2 separate regions of the Astyanax mexicanus genome follow, and region 1 is linked to region 2. The links are chromatin contacts, called in public Hi-C maps. All regions are on one chromosome and are shown on one strand. Each heading gives the region's core, a stretch centred on a gene start, on an enhancer-like site or on the middle of the called end of the contact. The rest is flanking DNA. Distances are from core to core; before and after follow the strand shown. Region 1 overlaps il11ra (interleukin 11 receptor, alpha). Region 2 holds the start of il11ra (interleukin 11 receptor, alpha).

Region 1 (6,321 bases), core at 2,651-5,150, 47 kb before region 2:
CTAATGCTAGGGCTATTGATGAATGAAAAAATGGTGCTAGGCAGCTGCTACTTTAAAAAAAAAAAGAATAAAAAAAAAAAAACAGATAACTAAGCCAACTGGCTACAATCTCTTGTGGGCTAACCACATACTGTACCACAACAAGAGGACCCATAGAGAAGAGCAAAACTATTTAAAAGAGGCTTGGAAATAATCACAAGAAAGAATTTGCTTCTGTTGCAGTGCTAAACTAGGCTAAGCTAGGCTAAGCTAGGCTAATGTAGGATACACCGCCACAGTGATTTGCCTTGGTCAAGTAGTCCAAACCATTAAAGCAGAGCTTTAAAGTCCTCTGTAAAAGTAAATGTTGTGATGTTTTGATTCTGAGACAAAATAACAGGATAGTAAACAGGATTGTTAAACCACATCTGAACATTTTCCATCCTCACCAAAATCCCACACCTACTATTTGGGTCATTATAGATTTTTTTTTCCCAAGCAGAAATCTTTTTGACTCAGTTTTTAATCTAATAAAATCTATATTTTCTTTAAATGTGAATAATTGATTTTGGTAATCAAAGTTTGGTCACACTTCTCTTCTTGCTCAATGTGTTTTATTTACTTTTTATGATTTTTTATACTGTATACTTAATATTAAATTCTATATTAAAGCTATATAAATATATGGTAACACGTGTGGAATTTTTTTGAAAACAAAAAGTGTTAAAAACAACCCAGAATATGTTTCATACTTTAGATGCTTATAAGTTGCACATTTATCTTTAAGGACAAATCTACACACTCTTGGTATTCTAATCTCAGTGTCTTCATGAGGGAGAGTCACCTGGAATAGTTTTTTCAGCGTCTTGAAGGAAGGAGTTCCTGGAGGTGCTGCACAATAGTTGTTACAATAATAGATGCTTTTCCTTCTCGCTGTGCCATCTCATTTTTTTACTATTTACTACATAACTCTGTGTGTCTCTTATTTGTTCTAATGTTTTAAATATTAATGTACAATGTAAAAAAATAAATAAATAAATAAATAAAGAAATAAAGAATTACTGTATTTTATGTCTGTCCCAACATTAACTCTGATCAACTCTGTTATCTGTTACCCATGATATAAAACTGCCCAAACTCTGTACACAGTTCTCATAAAAAAAACACACTTCTTCTGTGCCAAACTTTTAATGAAAGTCGGTGTAAAAAAAAGTCAGTTTGGAACATTTCTATTCGTCCATAAATCATGAAACGTTGACACAATTCCAAATTAGGTAAAAAACTAAGATACAAGCATTTTTTGTGTTACAGTGGTGAAATGTTATGTGGGACATGGCTGCAGAAGCAGCAGGGTAGGGCTGGATGATACAGTCAAAAGTATACAATAATAAAATACATATAATACATTTTTTTTATTTGAGTTGATATCATTTAATTCTCATTTTAATATGAACAACATAAAAGCCACAGAAAAAAAACTGATCTCTGTACCTACAAAAAAAGGATTTGGCAATTCATGTAATGCGTTCTGTAATGAAATCAGTCAGTGATGGATGCTGAAAATAATGTACACTGAAATATATAATAATTTTTTTTTTTATTGTGGTACATACTGATAGTGAATTATTACCCAGCCTTACACAATGGAAATTGCACACCAATGTAGCTCAGACATGGTATAAACCACGACATCAACCAGAACTGTGCCACTTATCATCTGAGAAATGACTTATTGCTCATACCGAAACTACTGAACATGACCAACAGAGGGCGCCGCGTGGAATTAAAGCCTAGAAAAACAAACTGGCCATGATATGAGCCCAGAGAACCACACTGTAAGTGCATGCTGAGTGTTGTCTAAGTAAATGCTGATTGTGGGTGTCAATCAGTGTCGGGTGACTCAGTAAAGAAGCTGATATTTGAAGGGGAAGGAAACTCCAAATAATATCACAGTGTTTTCCCCTGTGGTTTCTCTCTCTCTCGCTCTCTCTGTCTCTGTGTGTGTGCACTAGTGTGAGTGTGTGTGCACTAGTGTGTGATCATGTGTGTGGCTCACCGCTCCAGGGTTGGGCCTGCACCACCTGACTCCACTCGCTCCACTGGCTGTAGTTAATTAAAGCATCCTGCGCTCGGACTCGGATGTGGTGCAGGTGGCTTTCCAGAGCGTCCATGATCTGCACACTGGTGTCCTCCGTCTCCAGCTGGTCACAAAAACAACCACACACACACACACACACACATGAACACACACACTTTTTTACTTTCTATGAAGACAGAGAGGCAGGCAAGGTTCCTCTATTGCTCCTGGCAAGTTTCTGAACTATAATAAAACCGATTCATAGTTCAACATGTTTTAACCATGTGTCTGGGGTTTTGCAGTATGCTAAAAAAGAGCATAATGAAGGCTTTCGAAAAAATTCCAATCTGAAAGATATGCTTTTAAAACATTTCAGTCTCTCGAGCCTATCTGTTTGCCCAGGAAAAGAAAAGTGCGTAGGGCCAAGAATACACTGCATGAGGCTGAAAATCTATACGCTGGGGAGCTGCTCACATTACAGCATTTCAATACCGAGTGTTTGACTTGGCAGCGGCGCTCCATCCAGCATCCAGCTCCAGCATCCAAACTCCTGTGTGACAAGATCTGTTCTCTATTTTGTGAGCTTTAATTCACAGCACTTCGGGAAGGCTTTAGGATGCCAGATCCAAAAAAACAAAGACTCGAATCTTAACTTTCAGCAGGAGTTTAGATTTCTTCCATTTCTTCAATCTTGTATTTATTCACACTGAAGGAGCTACAAGCTAAAAGTATGGAAGGAGGCAGTCATTTTGAAAGTTTTAAACGTTAAGTTGTTAAAGGAGACCCAATCCTATTTTTCTTTTGTACCCTAACCCCTTGTTTTTGAGTAAAATAAACTGATACAGATACAGATATAGGAGCGCTGAAGTTCAGCAGCCTAGCTGCAGGTTGACTACTTAACTTTAGGGCATAGTATGTCTTTAAAAAGGGAGCAGGTGGTGCAGCAATTAATTATTACTGTCAATTGGTTAATTCCTTTGTGATGGGGAGCTTTATAAAGTGACAGTTTAATTGAAAAGTTACTTTATTTTAGTAAATTCAGTTGAAAATGTAAAACCCTTATATTTCATAGATATATTAAACACAGAGTGATCTATTTTAAGCTTTTCTTCTGACAATCTTACAAGAATTCATGCTTGCCTCTGCTGGCAACTTTTATGAAGATGAAGATTTCATTTTCCAGCAAGACTTGGCACACTGCCACACTGCCAAAAGTACCAATTGGTCTTATATAATATTACATTTTTCTGAGACACAGATTTTTGGGTTTTTACTGGGTGTAATCTATAATCATCAACAATAAAAGACATAAACACTTAAAATAGTTCACTCTGTGTTTAATATATCCATTAGTTTCACAACTAGTTTTCAACTGAATTACTGAAAAAAATAACTTTTGAATGATATTCTAATTTTCTGAGATGCACGTATAGATTGAATTTTTCCATTCCATCTTAAATGCTGCAGCCAGATAAAAAATGCTGATAAAAATATGTAGTTTAATTTGAAACTTAATTTTACAAAGCTAGTGTTTGCATTCAAGAGAATTCCATGAAAGAAATTAATATGTTTTTAATTTTGCTTCTACAATAAAGCAACACATTATGGTAATAAACCAACACACACACACACACACACACACTCACACACAGACGGCTCTGAGAGAGTAAACATCTGGAGTTCTGATGAAAGGCCGAGCTGTCAGGGGCTGAGAGATAGCATCAGTGGCTCTGAACTGTGTGGAGCTCAGATGAAAGAGTGAAGAGGAGATAGAGAGAGAGAGAGAGAGAGAGAGAGAGAGAGAGGACTGGGGGAAGGGAGAGGAAAGCTGCAGGAACGCGACTCGGAGGCTACAGCACAGCACAGCAGAGCGGAGCTTGTGTGGTAAGACAGTGTGTGAGACAGAGATAAAGTGTAGGAAGAACTAAGCCAGGGCTGACTGTCTGTCTCTTCACTGACTTCATATAGGCATACTGTGTAAAACTGCTGTCCCAAAACCAGTCCAGGAGCTGCATTAGCCAGTAACACAACACAACAGAAACCTTGTGTGTAAACACAGCCCAAATGTTTACCTAAAACATTGTTGCATCCAACTTCTTAGGTAAATGGAACATCATTGGTGTAAGACCTTTTAAAGCAAACTCTCTAAATTTGGTACATTACTTAAATTAGCAGGTGTCTACAAACTTTTGGACATTTAATGCATATTTATTTCAGTGCTCTCACACAAAAACTTTATCTTTAATTGCAAATGGTAACAGTTTGTAGAATTTATCAGGGAAATCTAAAAGAATGCAAAGAGAAACTGCCAGATTTACAATATATCAAACAATAAAAAAGCATGAGTTTCAGTTTTATATTATGTATCACTTCAAAGTCAAAAGGATGTGTGTCAGCATTTTGACATTTAGTCCTCAGAAAAACAGGAAAGCAAGAGTTCAGTGGAGAACACGCAGTAAGCTAAAAACTACAAACCTCTCCCATCATTTTTATTATTTTTGTTTTTTTATTTTTAATGAACATTACTACAATGTCTTGTTTTGTGCCAGTTTTTGACCCAGTGGTTTCTTTACTGGTTGAATGTTTTCATTGACACTTAAGAAAATTATATATAAAGAGTCTTCAAACAGGAACTGACCTTGGACCAGTAGTTAGACCCCACTGGCTTGTACTGCAGCTCGAACTTCAGAGGTAAACCAGCCATAACAGGCCAGGACTGTGGGAAATTCCACTGCACCAGCAGTCGAGTGGATTCACCCGGCACTTCCAAAGCGGTCACTGCTTCGGGAGCATGGGGCTTCACTGTACACAGAGGAGGAGCAGAGTCAGGCAGACACACACAAACACACACACACACACACACACACACACACACACACAGCAAAGCAAAGTACACCAGCTTCAGATTTAGGTAACTAAACCCTCAGATTTTTGCTGACTCCACAGCTCAAACTTGAAAAAAAGCTAAAAAAAAAAAATGGGAGGGGTAGTTTGGTACGAACACTGGGTGATGTATGGGTTTAGAGATGGCGGAGCAGGAGGGAGAGCTGATTGGCTGAGCTGCAGCAGCAGCAGTTTGCCTCTAATTGCTGTGAGATTCAAATGATTGGAAGTCAGCAGGGGGGTGGTATTACTGATATAGTATTGACTGACATGATATGAGCTGCATACACTGTAAACCCAGAAGTTGTTTGAACTCAAACAAATTAAGTCTGTTTTACATAAAATTGGATATTTCTAAACAATACTCAACTATTTTGAGTTAGTTGAACATTCTTGGGCACATACACATTCAAACTGAGATCTCTGAGTTGAATCAACTTATAATAACTGAGTTTAGTCTGTTGCCATTAACAGCTTCTTTTCCATTGGCTTCTGTCACAATCGATTTGCATACTGGGTGTGTCCCCCAGTTTGTAGCACTCACCATCAGTGTGTAGTGATTCCCCCTGGGCTACCTTAGGTAAACTTGTAGATCATATATTACGATTAAATGCTTGGTCTCTGTGTTGTAGCTGTAGAACAAGCATCATTTACTGAGCTGCAGTAACTCTGTGTTCTCTCTGTGCTCTCAGTTCTTTTAATTCGTTACTATTTTCTTTCATCTACTTTTCTAAGAGTATTTTAAAAAATGTTGAATGAAACCGGAAAGAAGACTAAATACAAGTTCAGGAAAATATGAATTTTAAATATATATGTATATGTATTTGTTAAGTTCATTGTACTTTAAAATTATATTACATGAACTTAAAATTTATTAGGTAATCGGTTACAACAAAAGTTTTGAGTTTAGTCAACTTATCGGGTTTTACAGTGTACAATAAGCATATGTTGAGTAAAAACAACTCTAGGTAATCATTGCAATAAACTTAAACAAATAAGTGTGCAAAAGTTACATTAATTTACAATGTTAAGTTTCAGCTACACCACATTTTGAGTGTCAAGTACTTTTGGTTTGTCTGTTGAACTTAAAAATTAAAGTTTGTTTAACTCCATACAGTAATTACAAATTACTAAAAAAAATGAGTTTTCAAAACTTAATTCATTTGAGGCAACGAATTACCTCAAATGATTTGAGTAGACTTAACTTATTAGGGTTTACAGTGTATAGTGATGTGTCTGCGTACCGAAGTACATGGACACATCATCTAAAAGAGAAAATTACCAGAGTAAAAGCATTTTTTGACGATTAGAAAAGGTTTATAAAAATTTTAAGCAAGACTGGTACGTCTCATTACTTCTAACAAACACATTTCAGCTATTAA
Region 2 (6,145 bases), core at 2,965-5,464:
CATTCTACAACACAGCCGGCTGCACGTACAGATTATTTAGCGTAGCAGACAATGTTATATGCAGTATTTCTGTCCTCTTATTTGCCTCTGCTCACTGAGCTTTCTCCACATCTGAAATATAAAATTATCACATTACCAAATATGAAGCTGCAAGTCCTTAGATCATAGTATGTGTGTCCAAAATTGAAATGCTGAAATTATATTGTGGCCAAGCACAAACCAACTAAATCTCTAAAACACTGAAGGCCTGCCTTTGGGCCTATAATTCCAGTTCCACACTCTAAAACAACTTAACACACTTTCTTTCAGTCAATGAATCATTTAAAGCTGACACTACAGATTATATTTGTAGAAGATGCTGATAGCAACATCAGTTATAACAGGTACTTACTCATTCTATTTCCAATAGATCATGTATAGCAGTTACTGAATAATTTATAACAGATTCAGAACTATCATTTAAAGAAGCTGATATCAAGCATATCCTGAATCAAAGACCAGAGCACGTTCCACAGTGCACTTCTTACTTCACTGTGTGTTTCCATGGTGGGTTTATTAATTAAGCTGATAATATTATATCAGAAATCATTTCTTAAATGCAGTTTGACATGGCCATGCCCTAATAACTCACCATGAAAGTGGACATCAAAGGCCTCAACTGGGAGCCTCCAATTTTGCCTAATTACCCTGGTTTCCATTGGCAGAGCTTTGCAGTCTCTGACACTTTAAGCTCATAAACAATGGTCTAACGAAGCTGCACTCTTTCACAGTGACTCACCGCTGTCTCTGTCTATTATAATGGTTATTTCTTAGGACATCCATCACAAAACAAAAAAACAATTTCGAGGACACTGCACGCAAGTAATGAGTGGTGGTGATGTTATATAATGAAGTTTACAGTATTTCGCGAGCAGGGCTAATAAGGGATTGGGATTTTTCTTAAACAACATCAGTGCAGAAGTTTAAATCCCATCTTGGGCCTCCCGCAATTTTAATCTCGTTAGGTGCCCAGAACACAGCATGGCGTGGACTTGGCAGCAGAATCCGCTCATTCCTTTAAACGAAGCCCTTTTCTCCTGACAGAGCACCAGTTGAGTTTAATTTAAAACTGATTACAGCCACTCTCCGAAAAAGTGTGCTGAAAGTTGAGCTGGAAATGAGTGTTTTCAGTGCCTGAGAAATTGGACTTGGCAAGTCAGTAAACTGACAAGGATTCGGTTCTTAAAGCTCGGGACAGGAGCCAGAGGCTTCAGCAAAATAAACCACAAACGAAACTCCATCTTGTGGCAAATTAATTGGCAGGTAGGGTTCTCGCGTATTCAAAGTTTCTAAAAACCCAAAAGTCTTGTGTTTGCATTCCTCACCATGCAATGGTCCATGTATCTCCCACTTTAGAAAGGAGGAATGCACATCTGGATAAATGTTCCCCACATGTATATATTTTCCAATGACAGCTACTCTACGAGAACACCGAGAACATTTCTCAAGCGTGCTCAGAAAAGCCAAAGCAATATGAAAAATGGAGCAAATCTACAAACAAGCTGTAAAACCTTGGGGTTTTGCGACCCACAAATGAAACCCGCTGAGGCAAGGATTTTGTGAGCAACGTGAGCTTCGGCACAAAGGTTCTGACTGTTTCCAACACACTGAAAGTCCAAAAAAATCCAAAAGCTCTTCTACTGATTACACAAATTAAGCCCAAAAAGGTTCAAAACAATCCAGCTCTGTGCTTTCGCACAACAGTCAATAGTCTGGCTGTTGGCACTAAACCCCTATGCAGGTAAAGCATGAAAAAACAATGCACGGGAGACATAAACAAACCAGCCATGAGGGCACAGCTCTGGCTTCAGCCTACCCCTCAGAGACCACACAACGTCCAACACTGCTGCCCAACTATAGTGGAAAAAAAGGTACCAAACATATCATTACTACTACAGTATACATAAACACACACACACACACACACATATAGCAATGTACACAACACACAGCACTCAGTGCACTAAAATGTCCAAGGTCTTAGACAGCCATTAAAAAGGCTCATCTCAGCTGTAAGTGGGTTTCTACCAGCAAAATCACTGGAATAAATACAAACAAATAAGATAGACCTAGTTTCCCATCTCTATTTAGTACTAGTAGTATTTAGAAGTGTTTTCTCAACCATCATCCACCAAGAATCAACCCATCTTAGATTAATTCCACCAGCCTGATTTAATTCCACCAGTTGATTTATTCAGTAAAGGACAAATTAAAGACTAGAATAAATATATTAAACAAAAATGTATTGTTTATCAGAATGTATCCTTTTTTTTTAATCAATAGCCCTAACTGACCATAAACTAATTTACCAAAAGCATCTAAACATATTAAGAGTTAAGACCTTCTCAACTGGTAGTAAGATAAAATGTTTAATAAAATACTTTAAGAATTATATGGTGGAAAAAATGTATATATACATATATATATATGACCTCAAGACAAGACAGGACAAGACAGCCATATTCACCACACTTGTGCTGGAATGTGGCCTTTGCCTTGAACCCATCCATGTTCTCCTGTTCTACCATGTGTATACAGGATATACATATATATATATACATATATATATATATATATATATATATATATATATATATATATATATATACATATACACATTATACATTTTTCGAAAAGTAGTGATTTTACATCACTGTGTATATTCAAACATCTCCAAAACTCTCCTCATGATTATTAAGAGTTTTCATCACGTCTGGTTTGGTAAATAATGCACTAGGGGGCTACAAATTTACACATTTACAGAAAACATATCTGAGCATTTTGCACACTGTTTATTTGCTGCTTTAACATATTTGTAAATATATAAAAATGGTTAGTTTTATTTTTATTTTTTTTTGCAGTATGTACATTTTCAGTAAATAAAAAAAAATCCTGAACAAATCACAGAAAATGGTATCTGCATGAATGTTACATGGACAGACAGACAGACAGACAGACAGACAGATGTGCCCCAACTTATTGAACTTAGCTATCCAATTAAAACCTCCTTTATCAAACCTCAAAACTCAAAAGTGTTCACAAGGTTAGCTAATTATTCAAGTAAACAACATCATCATTTACTGTACATTAGACCCTTTCACAGCTTTCTTCCAATCAATATAAACTATTCATGTTCTTTCCATTAGTGAATGAGTGCCCTGAGAGATAGACAGACAGACAGACAGATAGACAAATAGATAGATAGATAAAAACATAGATAAACAAATACACAATTAACTGAACTCCCAAGTTATTGAACTTATTTAACACTAGACATTCAAGGAAACATTAGATCATTTCACAGCTTTCTTCCAATCAAAATAAATTAATATATTTCTCTCCATTAGTAATTGAGTGCCCTGAGATAGATAGATAGATAGATAGATAGATAGATAGATAGATAGATAGATAGATAGATAGATAGATAGACAATTGAATGGACTCCTAAATTATTAATTAAACTAATTTAACGCTAGATAATCCAAGGGAACTGTCCTTCAATTACACTTTCTCACATGATAAAACCTAGTTAATATTCACTAAGTATTAGATAATAGTTATAACTAACTAGTTAATTAACCTAGTTAGTTAGTTAGCTATTAGTTAACTAACTCACCTATGCTAGTTAACTAGTGAGTCAACGCTAGCTAACCTAGTTAGCTAGATTAGTTACCAAGCTAACAACCTTCTTATTTTAGCTAATGCTACATTAAACTCTTTCACAGCTTTCTTCCAAAGAATTTAAATTATTATACATTTAATTATTATTGTATTTTTGAGTGAATGAGCGCCTGCAGCAGACTCAGGGCTCTCCTACAGGTGATTAATCCCGAGTTTGAGCTGTCTCAGCCCTGGTTTAGCCCAGGTTTAGCCCTGTATGAAGGCGGTTTACGGAGCTCCGGGTATTTTTACTCTCAGAAAGCGATTTTTCCTGAGGGAACAGCGCGCCTGGAACTATTCCTCCGGGAAACCCAACTTTTCCTTCTCATTATCCGGTACTTTCGCTTCCAGCTCCCGGTAACCTTCAGCTGAAGAGTTCGGCTCTTATAAAAGCGTTTAAACGGGGTCTTACCTTATTTCTGTTCCAGTGTTATACAGGCATTTTCACTTGATTCCCCTCCATCGCTTTAGCTGGCAAACTTTAGCGCGTCGTAGTAACAGTTCGGGCTTAAGGGCACGAGCTGCCACAGCCTACCTGAGCTCCCATTGGAAGCGGCGCCTGTCAATCACTTAGACACGCCCCGCCCCGTTTCCTGTAGAGGGGCCGCAAAGGGACTGGATCCCAAACACGCTGCAGTAACCGGCCAAAAGTCTGTGGACACAGTTATTCTCCTGACTAAGACTCTTGTGGTTGAATACAAACAAATCACACCACTGATGTTAGGTGTCTGGTTCTGGATCACGGCCACCACTATAACTCATCACAGGTGTAGATGTTGGAAAGTTGCTGGGAGGATTTGATTGCATGTAAAGTTAAATGCTGATGTTGGTTGACTAGGTTGGTTGATTGCATTCAGGGACAAACACATAGGTTAGTTTAGGTGCAAATGCTTTACATTGCTGTGAGGAATTGATTGCATGTGAAATTAGGGACTGATGTTGGTTGACTAGATTTGGATCGCAACATTGCTGTGAGGATTTGATTGCATTCATGCACAAAAGCTCAAGTGAGATTCAGTTGTTGATGTTGAACATTGCTATTAGAGCTGCACGATATTGGAAATTTTTTAAATAGCAAATGTTTTTACATTAGTTTTTACATAGCATTTTTTCAGCAATATATATTGCGATATTAAACAATGCAGGGCTCATGACGCCACCAGCCCCGCCCCTACCTGCCTGCTGTCTCAGCGGAGTCAGTGCTGAGCATTTAAAACCCGAGGAAAACAGCAAAACAACACAAATCGGCCCTTTAATGGGGCACTTAAATGGCTTTTTAAAAGGTAAATAAGAGCATTTTTCTGGGATTAAAAACTTGAATTCAGCTGTAACTGGAAATATCTGTGCAAAACTGTGCTGGACTGTGCTGTGCGCACATCACAATGGTGATGCTTAAACGAGGTCAGGAATTGGTGTTGGACCACTCCAACTCATCCCAGTGGTGGATGTTGGAACATTGCTGTGACGATTTGTTTGAAATTGTTCAATTCAGTTGCTGATTTTGAGGATTTCATCATATGTGAGGTTAGTTGCTACTGTTGCTGTGAGAATTTCTTTGCATTGGAAATCAGTTACTATTAATGGATGACTAGTTCTCGATCACAAATGTCTGGCTCGCAGAAGTTCCCACTGCTTCAGAGCCCAATGGTAGAGGGTCTTTATATCCCTCATCAGACCCTTGCCCCTGAGCATGGTGATATTTGGCTCAAGTGCAGCTGGTCAGAGCATTCCATACATTAGAAACAGATTAAACTAAGAATCACCTTCAGAATGAAGCGTGAATGAGGTTTGAATCACATCTGGACAGTTCAACAACAAACAGCAGTTAGCTCGTCTCACCTTTGGCCTACATCGTGAAGTTCCCTCGTAATGAACATGTGGGTTCCAGATCATGCCAAGAGTAAGATGGCTAGAGAAGCCAGGTGTCTCTCCCATGTTGCTGGCTTGTTTACAGAAGTGGGTTTCTAGTCCTGGACCATTGCCCCAGACAGTTTAGTGTTTAGCCTGCTCTAATACCCTCATTGTAACTTCATGAAAGGCTTATTATAGGGCTGATGAGTTGGTTCAGGTGTGCTCAAGCAGTGAAAACCTTTAAATATGCAGGCGACTGGCAATACAGGGCCTAAATAGGAAAATACTGTTCTATCTTTGTCTCTAGAGCACATATCTATGACCTGTTTCCCATACAGTATAAGAGGCCCGGAAGACTTTTTACCACCTACATTGGACAGTAACTGTAATAGTTGGTAATGATGGTGACCAGCCACATCTGGCTAGAATGTTTGAATTGTCTGTGTCACAAATCACATCCACACACATTTCCCACAGTTCAATGCAGGAATCCTTAGTTTCTATGGGACATGGCAAAAGTCTTGGGATATGATCCAGTATTTTTTGGAATGTCAATGTAATACTTATCCACTACTGTGTGAATAATTGATAGTAA

What was found. Hi-C and Micro-C count contacts between places; a contact is called where the count stands out from the background.
Region 1: a Hi-C map of blood shows a contact between it and region 2, with 8 times the contacts expected there. The contact joins the enhancer-like site here to the promoter of il11ra in region 2. A contact is called at or near these places in 3 of 3 Hi-C or Micro-C datasets (blood and muscle).

The regions. Positions count from the first base shown.
Region 1 is chr20:24,625,295-24,631,615 of AstMex3_surface, reverse strand. il11ra (interleukin 11 receptor, alpha) reads right to left here. Exons shown (of 12, transcript XM_007260815.4): 7 at 4,695-4,858; 8 at 2,036-2,180. Among protein-coding and RNA genes, the nearest start is that of tmem267, 40 kb to the left of the region's middle. Within about 2 kb of position 3,900, the one cell type or tissue checked has an H3K27ac peak away from gene starts, as active enhancers do.
Region 2 is chr20:24,579,267-24,585,411 of AstMex3_surface, reverse strand. il11ra (interleukin 11 receptor, alpha) reads right to left here and starts at 4,214. Exons shown (of 12, transcript XM_007260815.4): 1 at 4,112-4,214.